Linked DNA regions of Zea mays: region 1 is linked to region 2. The links are chromatin contacts, called in public Hi-C maps. All regions are on one chromosome and are shown on one strand. The core of a region is the stretch at or near the end of the contact, and the rest is flanking DNA. Distances in the headings are between cores, read along the strand shown.

What was found. Hi-C and Micro-C count contacts between places; a contact is called where the count stands out from the background.
Region 1: a contact with region 2 is called in a Hi-C map of leaf mesophyll, with 4 times the contacts expected there. The contact joins the promoter of LOC100381600 here to the promoter of LOC103654247 in region 2. A contact is called at or near these places in 2 of 25 Hi-C or Micro-C datasets (leaf mesophyll and tassel).

The regions. Positions count from the first base shown.
Region 1 is chr4:185,829,904-185,835,531 of Zm-B73-REFERENCE-NAM-5.0, forward strand. LOC100381600 (trehalose-6-phosphate phosphatase4) reads right to left here and starts at 1,502. Exons shown (of 9, transcript NM_001174419.1): 1 at 1,103-1,502; 2 at 849-989; 3 at 648-719; 4 at 441-518; 5 at 273-326; 6 at 20-121. The coding sequence starts at 1,345.
Region 2 is chr4:185,597,170-185,603,115 of Zm-B73-REFERENCE-NAM-5.0, forward strand. LOC103654247 (TPR repeat-containing thioredoxin TTL4) reads left to right here and starts at 4,609. Exons shown (of 6, transcript XM_020552752.1): 1 at 4,609-5,892. The coding sequence starts at 4,994.

The DNA of each region.
Region 1 (5,628 bases), core at 252-2,751, 230 kb after region 2:
ATCCAAAGATGGGGGGTACCTTTTCATCTACACATCTGAAGTGCACGGACAGGCAGAACTTGTTGTTCTCCACCTTGGCGCCAGGCGTGGACTTCGTCTTCTCCACCAGCGCCTTGTACACCTGACGGGAAAAAATGCGGATTCACCGCGCGCGTGCGCGGCCATTATTGTTAATCTCCTCGTGCATCGGCTGGACTTCACAAGCTAAGCGCAAGTGGACAAGTGTGCTTCTACTTCTAATCGACGACTCTAGCAAGCAGCACGCAGCGTACCTCGTCGATCACGGGGAGGAACTCGCTCGCAGGTTGGCACAGAACTGACTCGGGCTGGAGAGGGTTGGAATGAGAGGGCAAGATTTGATTACACGACAGTCATGGAGAGCTAGTCTCCGACCAACTCAATCAATCGAAGGAGATAAGAGCTCTAGCGTGCGAGCGTACATTGGAGCTTGGTCCTTCGATGTCCATGCCATGGCTGCCGGCGTAGTAGAGCTCCGACAGGTCGACGAAGCTGCGCACCTGTGCACGCGCGCGCCAGAACGAAGAAGAAAGCCAACAAATCAGCCAATGGCCTATGCACGCACCCAAGCGCACGCGCGAGCTTGTCAAGTGTTTGCGGCGCTGAGACGAGTGGCGCAGGCAATGTACCTTGTCGCGGCAGCGCCCGCTCACGATCGCCGTCGGGAAGTGCTTCGCGACGTCGCGCACCGCCGCTCTCATCTGCGGACCAGTACAGCGCAAGGGGGGAAACGTCAGTCGAGGTCGAGGGTGAGCCGAGCGTGAGCTTTCGTCCGGCCGCCATGAAAAGGTTGTATGTGCCGGGGAGAGCAGCAGGATCGGAGGCCTCACCACGTCGCTCATGTAGGCGGCGTCCGGGTCGGCGACGATGGGGGCGAGCGTGCCGTCGTAGTCTAGGAACATGACGACCTTCTTCCCCTGGGACGCGCTGGCAATCTGCTCGAACTTCCCGAGCGCCGACGGGTGCTTCCTCTGCGAGAGAAACAGGGTTAGCATCGTACCTGGAGGCAACAAGCCATGCACGCGCGCGCGCGCGTGCAAGCTCCCGACGCGTGTCAAGAAGACGAGAGGCAAAGTGGAGTCACCATCCAGGCCGTGAGCTCGTCGACGTCGGCGGCGGCGCGGGAGCGGGTGGGCGAGGAGGCGCGCATGGCCTCGACCCAGGTGCAGCTGGCCGAGCGCGCCGCCGCCGCTGCCAGGTCGAGGTACCGCAGGGACATGGCGCCGGCCGCCGCGCCCCGGCAGGCCAGGAGGGCCGGGCTCGAGCCCGGCAGCGCGGTCCCGGCCGCAATGCCCATCTCCGACACGACCACGTCCTGGTTCGTCATGTGCTTCCGCTTCACCAGCGGCCCCAGGCAGCAGGGCAGGCTCGTGGGAGGCAAACCCGGCGACTTTCTCGATCGTCCCAACACGAAGCACTTGGACGGGACGAACGCAGTTAGCCTCAGGGACCTGGGGGAGTGTGCGGGCTTCTCAGGGCTTGAGATGTGGGCGGATGCGATGCGAGTTGGGAGTAGTAGGAGTGCGGCGTACTTATAGCTCGGGGGTGGGCCCAGAGGGCCTGCCACGTAGTATCCCGAGTGGAGCCGACGTCTGGGCCGGGGGTGGTCGCCGGGCTGCTTAGTAGGCCGCAGCCGCATTGGTGCATGATGGCCCGCCTCCCTCGCCGAATTGATTTGTTTCGTAGCATGCAACGGCAACTGGGCATGGGCGAAGGTAGGTGTAGGTCTACATGTGCATGAACATAGTGTCAAGAAACACTACGGCTAATACATAAGCATAAAGAGATTCTACTTTTCTACCACTCTCGTAATAACCAACAAAAGAGGAGTTTCTCTATTATTGTCTTGTATCTCTCTTTATGCTCATGCCGTCCCGTAAAAGGAATCGAGAATCTCACGTCTCTATTACTGATTACAGGGTTCCGTAACCTGAATCTGCAATATACAATGATATCGTTACTCAGTACATCGTCGATACTACTCTATTGTTGCAGATCTAACCTACACAACTCTTTATCAAAATGGCAGATTTTCGGCCTTGTCAAATTGTCATACATGATAGGCTTTGTTTTCATCAACCAAATCAAAAAGCATGGTATGTCGTTCTTGATCCACTAGAAACTTCTGATATAGTAGATTTGGTCCATCTAGAATAAATTCACTAGGACTGCTCCAACCCCTCCCTCACGGCTGATGGACAACCAACGGTGTCGAACATCGGCTGATTGTTGACTAGTCGTGGTTGACAGTGATGCAGCCATGACTAGTTGCGACCGGCTGCCGCTAACCATAGCCTGGTACGACTGGATGTAATCGGCTGGCCCGTTGTTGGATGAGTTTTAGTTTCCCGGTGGGCGACATGGTGTGTGACAACTTTTACGAAGCACTGTCAAATTTTACGAAAGGAGACAGGCGGAGAAGATAGGACAACAACGCCTGAGCACCCCTACGTGTGATAGCGCATTAGCCTACGCCGCAATATACTCCTATGCACTCCTCCGACTAGACGAGTCAAGGGCACGACAAGCCAGGAGATCTACACGACGAGGAGAAGATATCCATTATCCACGGACCGACGCTCCACTTACTCCATATCTAGGCCCACTTGTTGGGGCTCGGGCACTATGTACATGCCTCCCTTGGGCTATAAAAGGGAAGGCACACATAAGGTAATAGACAACCTCACAAGAACACACAGAGACTCCTATGCAATAAAACACACGGAGACTCCTAGACAATACAACTTACAACGGATGTACGGTCCAAACCCCGCACACAAACAAATCTAACACTCTGTGTGTCCTTGAGTTCATCCTACTAGCGCCAAATCCTACACCGTCGGTCCTCGTCTTAGTCCGACATTTAACGCGCCAGGTAGAGGCGGGGCGCTTAGCCTGGCCCCTTGCTGATGACATCCCACTCATCCATCGACAAGCTCGGTAGAGGTGGATTCACCAACATTTGGCGAAAGGCGAAAAAGCAACGCCTCAAGATGCTTGCCATCGTTCTTAGGTGGCACCTCAACAGTCGTGCCAACACCATCAGGCAGAAAGCGGGGGAAACCTCAAGCATGATGCTTGGGGTTACCGCTGTTGGCGCTCCTCTAGGCCTTGTGATGCCCAGGGTCACAAGCGTCAAACCCCAACAGAGCACAGTGGTATTCGAGGTGGCCACTGCCATCCGGAAGCCAAGCACGAACGAGGTCGTCGCCGACGATCGGCAGATATGCTCCATAGTAGATGGAGTCGTCTCCTCCGCCCAGGGAGATGACTTCTTCTACATGCCAATGGGTTTCAGGAAGCCATAATAACAATGGCTACGCATTTGTTAACAAATTCTTCGCAACCTACACTTATACCCTACTCTGACTAAACGGGTCAAGGGCACGACAAGCTAAGAGATCTATACGACGAGGAGAAGATATCCGTTCTCCACGGACCGACGCTCCACTTACTCTATATCTAGCAATAGATTACGAGGCCCACTTGTTGGCGCTCAGTCACCATGTGATGCCTCCCTTAGGCTATAAAAGGGAAGGCACACACATGGTAGTAGACAACCTCACAATAACACAAAGAGACTCCTAGGCAATAAAACACACGGAGATTCCCAGATAATACAACTCATAGTAGATGTAGGGTATTACGCTCCGACGGCCCGAACCATTCTAACCCTTGTGCTCTCGTGTTCTTCCAGCTATTCATGCAATCCCTAGGTCCCATCCTCATCTTAAGATCAGGGCGGGTGCACTCTGCCACCCGGTCGGAGGATTTTCCCTCCAAAACAATTAAACGAACTAAATCTAATAGTTTCAGCAAACACTTCGATATTGTAGCAACACACCACAAAACGTTTGGAGAAAAAAGAAAAACAAATATACTGTATCGAGTGTCAAGGAAAGACACTCGGCAAAATAAAGGTTTACCGAGTGTTTGGTGAGTGTCAACGCCTGACACTCGACAAAGTTAACGGTCGTCAACTATAGACGGTTGCTGACGGTTCTTTGCCGAGTGCCGTGTTTCGCCGAGAGCTTGACATTCGGCAAAGACTCCTTTGCCGAGTGTCTTTCTATGCCGAGTGTTTTACCCTCGGTAAACTAGGTCTGTGTCGAGAGTCTTAGTTCGCCGAGAGTGGCACTCGATAAAGCGCCGAGCACTCGCCAAAGAACCTGATTGCGGTAGTGTTATAATATTCTTTGTTTTTAAGGGTCCTAGGATGAGACTGATTACGGGGTGTTTGGTTTATAGTGACTGGTTTTTAGTTTATTCATTTTATTCTATTTTATTCTCTAAATTTTCAAATACAAAAACTAAAATAGAGTTTTAGTTTCCATATTTATCAATTTAAGAACTAAAATAGAATAAAATGTAAAGGCTAAAAATTAGTCCCTATAAACTAAACACTCCTATATACGACATCCAAGGTATAAATTTGTATATGCCTAAACGCACGATTATGGGTGCCTTTGATATGGCTCTTTAGACGGCTCTAACTCAAGCTTATCGTAAAGTTGTATCAAACGATTATGAAAAACGACGGCTCGCCGATAAACCCTAAAAAAAATAGAGTCTTTTTTTGTTGAGAGCTAGAGCACTAAAAACCTGGTTTTTATCGGCTCCACCTATATTTTTCCCATACATAATTAGAAAGAAACGCGGAGAGAATCTATTTTATCAAACAAGTAGCAAAATGGCTCCGATCCCTTAAAAAATCTAGAGTCCGAACTGTTTTTGAGGAACTAGAGCTCGGCCCAACGGAGGCCTACATGTCAAGGACCCTGCTTCTGACTCACATGTTAGGAACCGTCTGTTCTGATTCTTCTTGCTGTCAAGTGTTGTCTAATAACTATATTGTACTAATCTACTAGTACAGAGGAAACAGCTTAAAAAGGAAGAAGGGTCAACTAACATATAATTCTCTGACACCTAAGTTGGCCACTCAGCAGCTTTCATTGGGCAATATCTGTTCTAGCTTTTACGCTGTTAATTACTAATCTGTCTGGTACTCCTCACCAAAAGATGTACTAATCATGTAACTAAAATAATAAATAATGTGCGTACTTGCAGCAACACACAGCATACTGACATTGGTAATCCTGTTCATGGGTCGGAAAGATGGGGATAGGATAGGTAGGTCAGGCCCGTCCAAAAGGATGCTTAGAGGTATCATTAAACTGAACCCTTGCTCAACTCGCAGACACTGCTGCGTTGCGTGCCATGCGTATCTGAGATGGAAAGACCCAAAGAAATTTTATCTGCTCACGGACTCGGCACCGAGAACCTGAGATCTCCAGACCCCCGTCGCAATCGGCTCGAGCTCGCAAACGCGCGGTGGGAAAAAAGGAGGTGGGAAAAAAAGCGAAGGGATGGCAAAACCATCGCCGTGTAAAAGAACGCGGCCGCTTTCCACGTCGCCCGCCCAAGTACCCATCGTTTTCTGCTGCTGCACCCACCTCCTCCAGCCTTCCCTTTTTTTTTGTTTCGCCTTTTCCCTTCTTTAGTTTGCACCAGCAACAGATTAAAAGCGCCTTTTCTTGCCAAAAAATAAAAACGGACCATGGTTCTGCTGGCTCCGTTTCCTTAACAGCCAAGACAAATGCATTTTGTATT
Region 2 (5,946 bases), core at 3,359-5,858:
ATCATCATTCTAGCTTTTACCATCGGTTGAACTAATTTATTAATTTTTTTCCACCTCCCAATCCCATTGACTCTCTTATAAGGGACAGCCACCAGTCTGGGCCCGAGCAATCCAGCCCACCCATGCAACATGCAGCAACCGCTGTCCGATTTGTCGGCCGCAGGCCCATGACGGGAATGAAGTTTCAGCTTCAGGTCTCTTTTTAATCCCTTTTTACACAAGCAAATGCATGAGTATATCGCATTGAAAACTTAATACATTTTTAAAAATCGGACTCTATACGATATGTAAGGAGGGTGCGGGACAGTTTTGGAACGTAAGAAAACAAGACCAAATCGGGTGCAAAAACAACACGTGAGACTGGCCGGCAGACGCTTTGCGCAATCGGGGTCTCGGGCCGTGTGTTTTGCACGTCGGATCCAACACGTTTTCGGGAGTTGCCGGCGGTCGGGGTTGGTGCCTGAACAGAACAGAGAAATAATGTAAGGCCGGCCGAGAGGGTACTGCATGCCCTACCACTAGCAGGAATGTGTCGTGCGGTCGCGTCCGATCCTGCCCCAGCAAAGAGGAAACATTCTGCTTCCAGCTGCCGGGGATTTCAGCATGCACCTCAACAGCCGTGAGCTCTACCTTCATACGTGCAAGCCATGCTGTCGAGCTATAGAAAGGGACCGGGCTTGCCAGACGGCCCGAAACCCGACACGGGTTTGACCCATCACAAACCTGGCACGACACGTAGTGAACCGGGCTCGTGCCGGCTCGGTCCGACTCGGTCATCGGCCCGTGTAATATTTGGACTTTTTGTGGTCGAATGTTCACATTATTTAATATCTTGAATTTAGTAAACTATGGACTTTATGTGGTTCAACTATATGAGCTAGGTTTGGATGACATGACTCAATTAAGGCACGTCGATAATTGTTTCTACTTTTTTGGGTTAGCACAGTATGATCCGAAAGTTTTTTAGAACTTCTTGACACGAGTCCACTTGGCTTGAAGCACGATAAACTCGGACCGGACCGGTCTAATTCCCAGCACTAGGTTGTGCCGAGCAAGCCCTAGTGATAATGAGGAAACCATCGCTACAGTTCAACCAACAATTCTAATCAGGTTTATCGAAATATTTCTTTTTAGAAAAAGGAAATCGAAACATTTCCTTCAAGATTTCATCATGGAATGACTAACAAGCGTAATTAATAAGAAATAATTGGTAGTTGGATACACTTCTTTTTCTTAAAGATATAACGATCAAACATTAAGACCATGTTCAACAATCCACTCATATAGTCAACTAAAAATACTATTTTGTAATGTAGACGACACTATTTGTAGGGTTGATTTTAAATATGAGAATGACGATGTATAAGTTGTTGTAGATAGTCTAATGATTTTAGACGGCCACTTTCTTCCTCATTTTCTGATTCAGGTTTGAGGTTAAGGCCTTAAGGGTAAGGAGATTTATCGTTTTCGAGCTTACAAAGAGGTGTATAGGAGAGTCAGACCGAACTGGCGGCGGCGACTGGTTCACCGGAGATGAGCTCGACGATGGAAGTGTCACTTGATCTGAAATTAAAGAGAAGCTAGATTTAGCGACGCATGTGGTTGATGACAATGATGAAGGTGGCGTGGGCGCCGCTGAAGCTAGGAAGGATGGGGTAGCGACGAGACGAGGGAGTATGAGGGAGGAAAGAGATGGCCATATGAGAAGCTAAAAACAGACACCTCAGCTATACCAAATTTAGTGGCGGACGCAGAACAAAAATTTTTTAAGGGCCAAGAAAATAAAAGTTCCCTTTACTCGAGAATAGAATCTAGATGTCGCATAGAGGGGGTGAATAGGCGAATAAAAGTAATGACTTGAAAACCAAAAATCTTACTCTAGTTGAAGTCTGATCGCAGCGGAAAGAATATCACGTCAAGTAGGTCGCAGTGGAAATGAAGTTCCTGTCTCAAAATATCATGCACTTCAAAGACAACTTATACCACATATAAGTAATAAAGTACAAGTAGAAAAGTAATTAAGACAAAGAGATAGAACACAACACGGAGCAGAGCACACAGTCACTCGGATTTATCTCGTGGTTCGACCAAGTCTAAAATGCTTGCCTAGTCCATGTTGGAGTTAGTCACACCTTGGCTTGGAGTATCTTACTTCGTCCTCCATTTGCTCAGATCTATCAATGCGACAAATAGAGCCTTCCACTATGTCGATGCTGGTTACAACGATGTCGCAGCTGCTTACAATCTTCTCGACAGCACTCCGGCAGAGTAACAATGCGCTCAGAATCTTGCTCTAGCTCTTAGCGGCACTTCTTGTCTCTCTAATGGCTTATTACTTTGCCACTATACAAACTATAGAGATACACAAGAGAGGGAGAATGTATACACTTGTTGGTTGTACTTGTGTACTGATTGGAAGCGTCTAGGGGTCCCCTTTATAGTCCCAAAGGGCCTCGGAGTCGTTGCTTCCTCCAAAGAATGCTCCAAAACCTTCCCTATCTGCGGACTCACTATACCGCGTGATTGGTTGCCTTCCTTCTTGGGACTTGGCACCAGACAACTGTCGCGTCAACAAGATGTTGGCGGCTAGCGTCTGTCGAGGAAAGAGCCACTGGAGCCTATCTGAGGCACACAAGATAGTCCGGTGTTTGATCGAAGAGTCCGGTTCACACCAGATAGTCCGGTGAGCCACAATTTGTCTCAAATTTAACTCTTTTGAGCTAAACTTCTTCAAATTGTTTTGCCTTTTCTTGAGGGGTTCCATAGCACTTAGATAAACATAGTTAGCACTTAATCCAATTGATTAAGTGTAAGAAACATACATCTTTTCACATCTTCTCTAGCTTTTCTATTTTACCTCATACAGAGCTCCAAAATGACACTTTCTCTACAAACATGGTTAGAGAGCAAAAACAAGTTGCCATATGCATAGTAGAAGGTATATGCAACATATTTGATCACTCAAAATTGCATACCTTAACCTTCTTCATTGTTTTGCCCCTTTTTGGTTTGTTTGGGGTCGATGTTGGACTCCAAAACTCTAAGTCTCCATGACTTGATTTAGATTGCCATCTATGAGCTCCAACACTCTGCAAAGGTCACACAGAACACATCCAAACATAGGAACAACCCAAACTAAAGGTTAGATGTACTTAGCTCATTTGGGTTGCTTCCAGGTTCTAGTTTTGACACTACTCCTTCTAGTGATCTTATCCCACATCTCGAGCTTGAGCTTTATGACTTACACCACATAACCATAGATGTTACCTTATTGGTTGTAAGTCGCGTCCTTAGGTAGTGATCCTTGATGCACCATAGCTCTTCTCAACTCGATCATCCTTGACTTTGTAAGTCTTTTTCTTCAACCCTAGCTTTGGGTACCTTAGCCTCCATGACCTTCCCCTATGCACTTGGTACCTCGAAGTTCTTCTTGCCTCCATCCTTAGCATGACCGGTTGTCTCCAAGATATCACACCGAGTCTCACATAAATAATGTTCTTCTTTACTTGTGATGTCCACAACCATGATCAACTCAGCCTTTGGACCGTCACACTTGAACACTTGTATTGAACTCTATAAGCTTCACACTATGCAACTGTTCAACACTTAGCACACATGTTAGTTCTTTAATTGGATTGTCATCCAAACCACCAAAACCCACAAGAGATCTTTCAGAAAACCACGTGACAAAATCAAGCAAGATCGTAAAAAACCACTGGTGTATAGAATTCAAGTTTTATATCAATATACGATACAAGTTCAAAGAAGAAAACTATATAAACAAAAGAAGCAAACATACCACTATATTTTTCCTGACCGAATTGAAGCAGTACGTACGTGTCGAATGCCTATCTCCTCAAATGGCATGGGCCCTGGGAAAGTGGCGGTGTCAAACTGCCTCTCCGATAGGGAGCTAGAGCTCGATGGTTCACCAAGCTCGTCGATCACCGAGGATGCATCGTCATGACGAGCGAGATCAGATCTGCTAGGTAGACCAACGGCACGACGATGACAAGCGGGGTGAGGATGGCGAAAAGGGGTTGGGGTTGAGCAGTGTCACGCGTTGGGAAGGAGGCAGTGGCAGGTGCATCATGCGGATTGGTTCAGGCAACGTCAGATAGAATATGGTCGAACAAATAAATGAGAAGTCTAGACTAAAGATGAGGGCGAAAGTATGGAGGACTGGACCGACCCGACGAGAATATCTAGGACATGGCTAATTTGGTCAAGCTATTTTTTTTATACTTAACAGTAAATGAACATTAGTTGTGTGAGGTTTTACAAACCTAAACAAGGGCCATGGGCTACTGTACCCCTATGGATCCTCCCCTAACCAAACCTTGTCCTTTTTTTTGCGTCCCTAGCCACATAGAGCAGATGGGGCTCATGGACGCATTGTCACACGCACTCTTTGTAAGCGCATAGTTTGTTTTGCACTAGCACCCCCCCCCCCCCCCCCCCCCCCCCCCTCCTCCTCTTTTTTTTTTGCTATAAACGAACTTCCTCATTGCGCGTTCTTCCATTTAAACACAAAAACAACATTGCACAGTACGAACGCGTTGTCCTTGTCTTTGTCTCCATGACCCCGCAGCAATCAATGGAGAATACTGCACATCTCCAAAACAAAAAAGGATGGATGTAGAGAAAAATAATTTTTGAAAATATAAGAAGAAACTGAGAACTTGCACATCTGCACGGGAGGGTCCACGGTCCCAGCCTCTCGGCTCCAAAACACACACACACAAGGGAGTTTCTTGTAACACACGCAGTTTAAAAATCCCCGTGCTGCCCACATTCCCACAATCCCACCCCAACTGTGGAACCCGTCGTCGTTGGTTGCCAACCAGGAGCCAACGGCCAGCACACCTCCTAGCTCTGGCTGCCTCTCCATCTTTGGCACTGCCCATCATCCCCTGCCTTCCCCACGCGCACGACTCACGACGCACGGCGAAGCGCTCCGCGGGGCCGCGCGGCCGCGAACGTCGCCACGGTCATGGTCGCCATGACGGAGCCGCGTGACCCGCCGACCGGCTGCGCCATGTTCGGCATCTACAGCGGACTGTTCCGCCGTCGCCGCTCCGCATCCATGACCTCCCTCCACCGGATCGACGAGGCCCCGGCCGTGGCGCCGTTGGCGAACCCGGCGCATCATCAGAAGCCCGCCGTGCACCACGACGCATCCTCCCTCGCGCGCCGCCCCAACGCCGTGCCCGTGCCGGCGGCGCAGAACGGCGCCGTCGCCCGCGCCGCGCCACCGGCGGCGAACGGCAGGGGCAGGACAGTCACCAAGGCGGTGAACGGCGCCGGCGGCCCGAGGCCCGCCGTGGAGCCCGCGGCGGAGTACACGGGCATGGCCGCGGAGCTGGACAGGATGATCCTCGACCACCAGAGGGTCAAGGGCACCACGCAGCTGGTGCGCGCCACCTCGGGCAACATGATGCTGCACCGCAACCTCGGCAACCTGAACGCGGGCGCCACCGGCACGGCAGTGCGCAGCCCCGTAGTAGAGCGCGGCGGCACCGCGGCGGCGAACGAGCGGAAGGCGCCGCCCAACGGGTACGCGTCCTCCGGTATGGGCAACATCGTCAGGGAGCCCAGGACGCCGGCAGCGGCGGGCGAGCTGTGCCGGGCGCTGTCGCACCGCACGGACCCCGAGAAGCTCAAGGAGATGGGCAACGAGGAGTACCGGCAGGGCCATTACGAGGAGGCTGTGGCGCTCTACGACCAGGCCATCATGATGGACGCGAGGCGACCGGCGTACTGGAGCAACAAGGCGGCCGCGCTCGCCGCGCTCGGGCGGCTCATCGAGGCCGTCGCCGACTGCAAGGAGGCCGTCCGGATCGACCCTTCGTACGATCGCGCTCACCACCGGCTTGGCGGCTTGTACCTCAGGTACGTGGCACATCTCGCCGAATTTCAGATCAGAGGCCATACAAATTTCTCGTC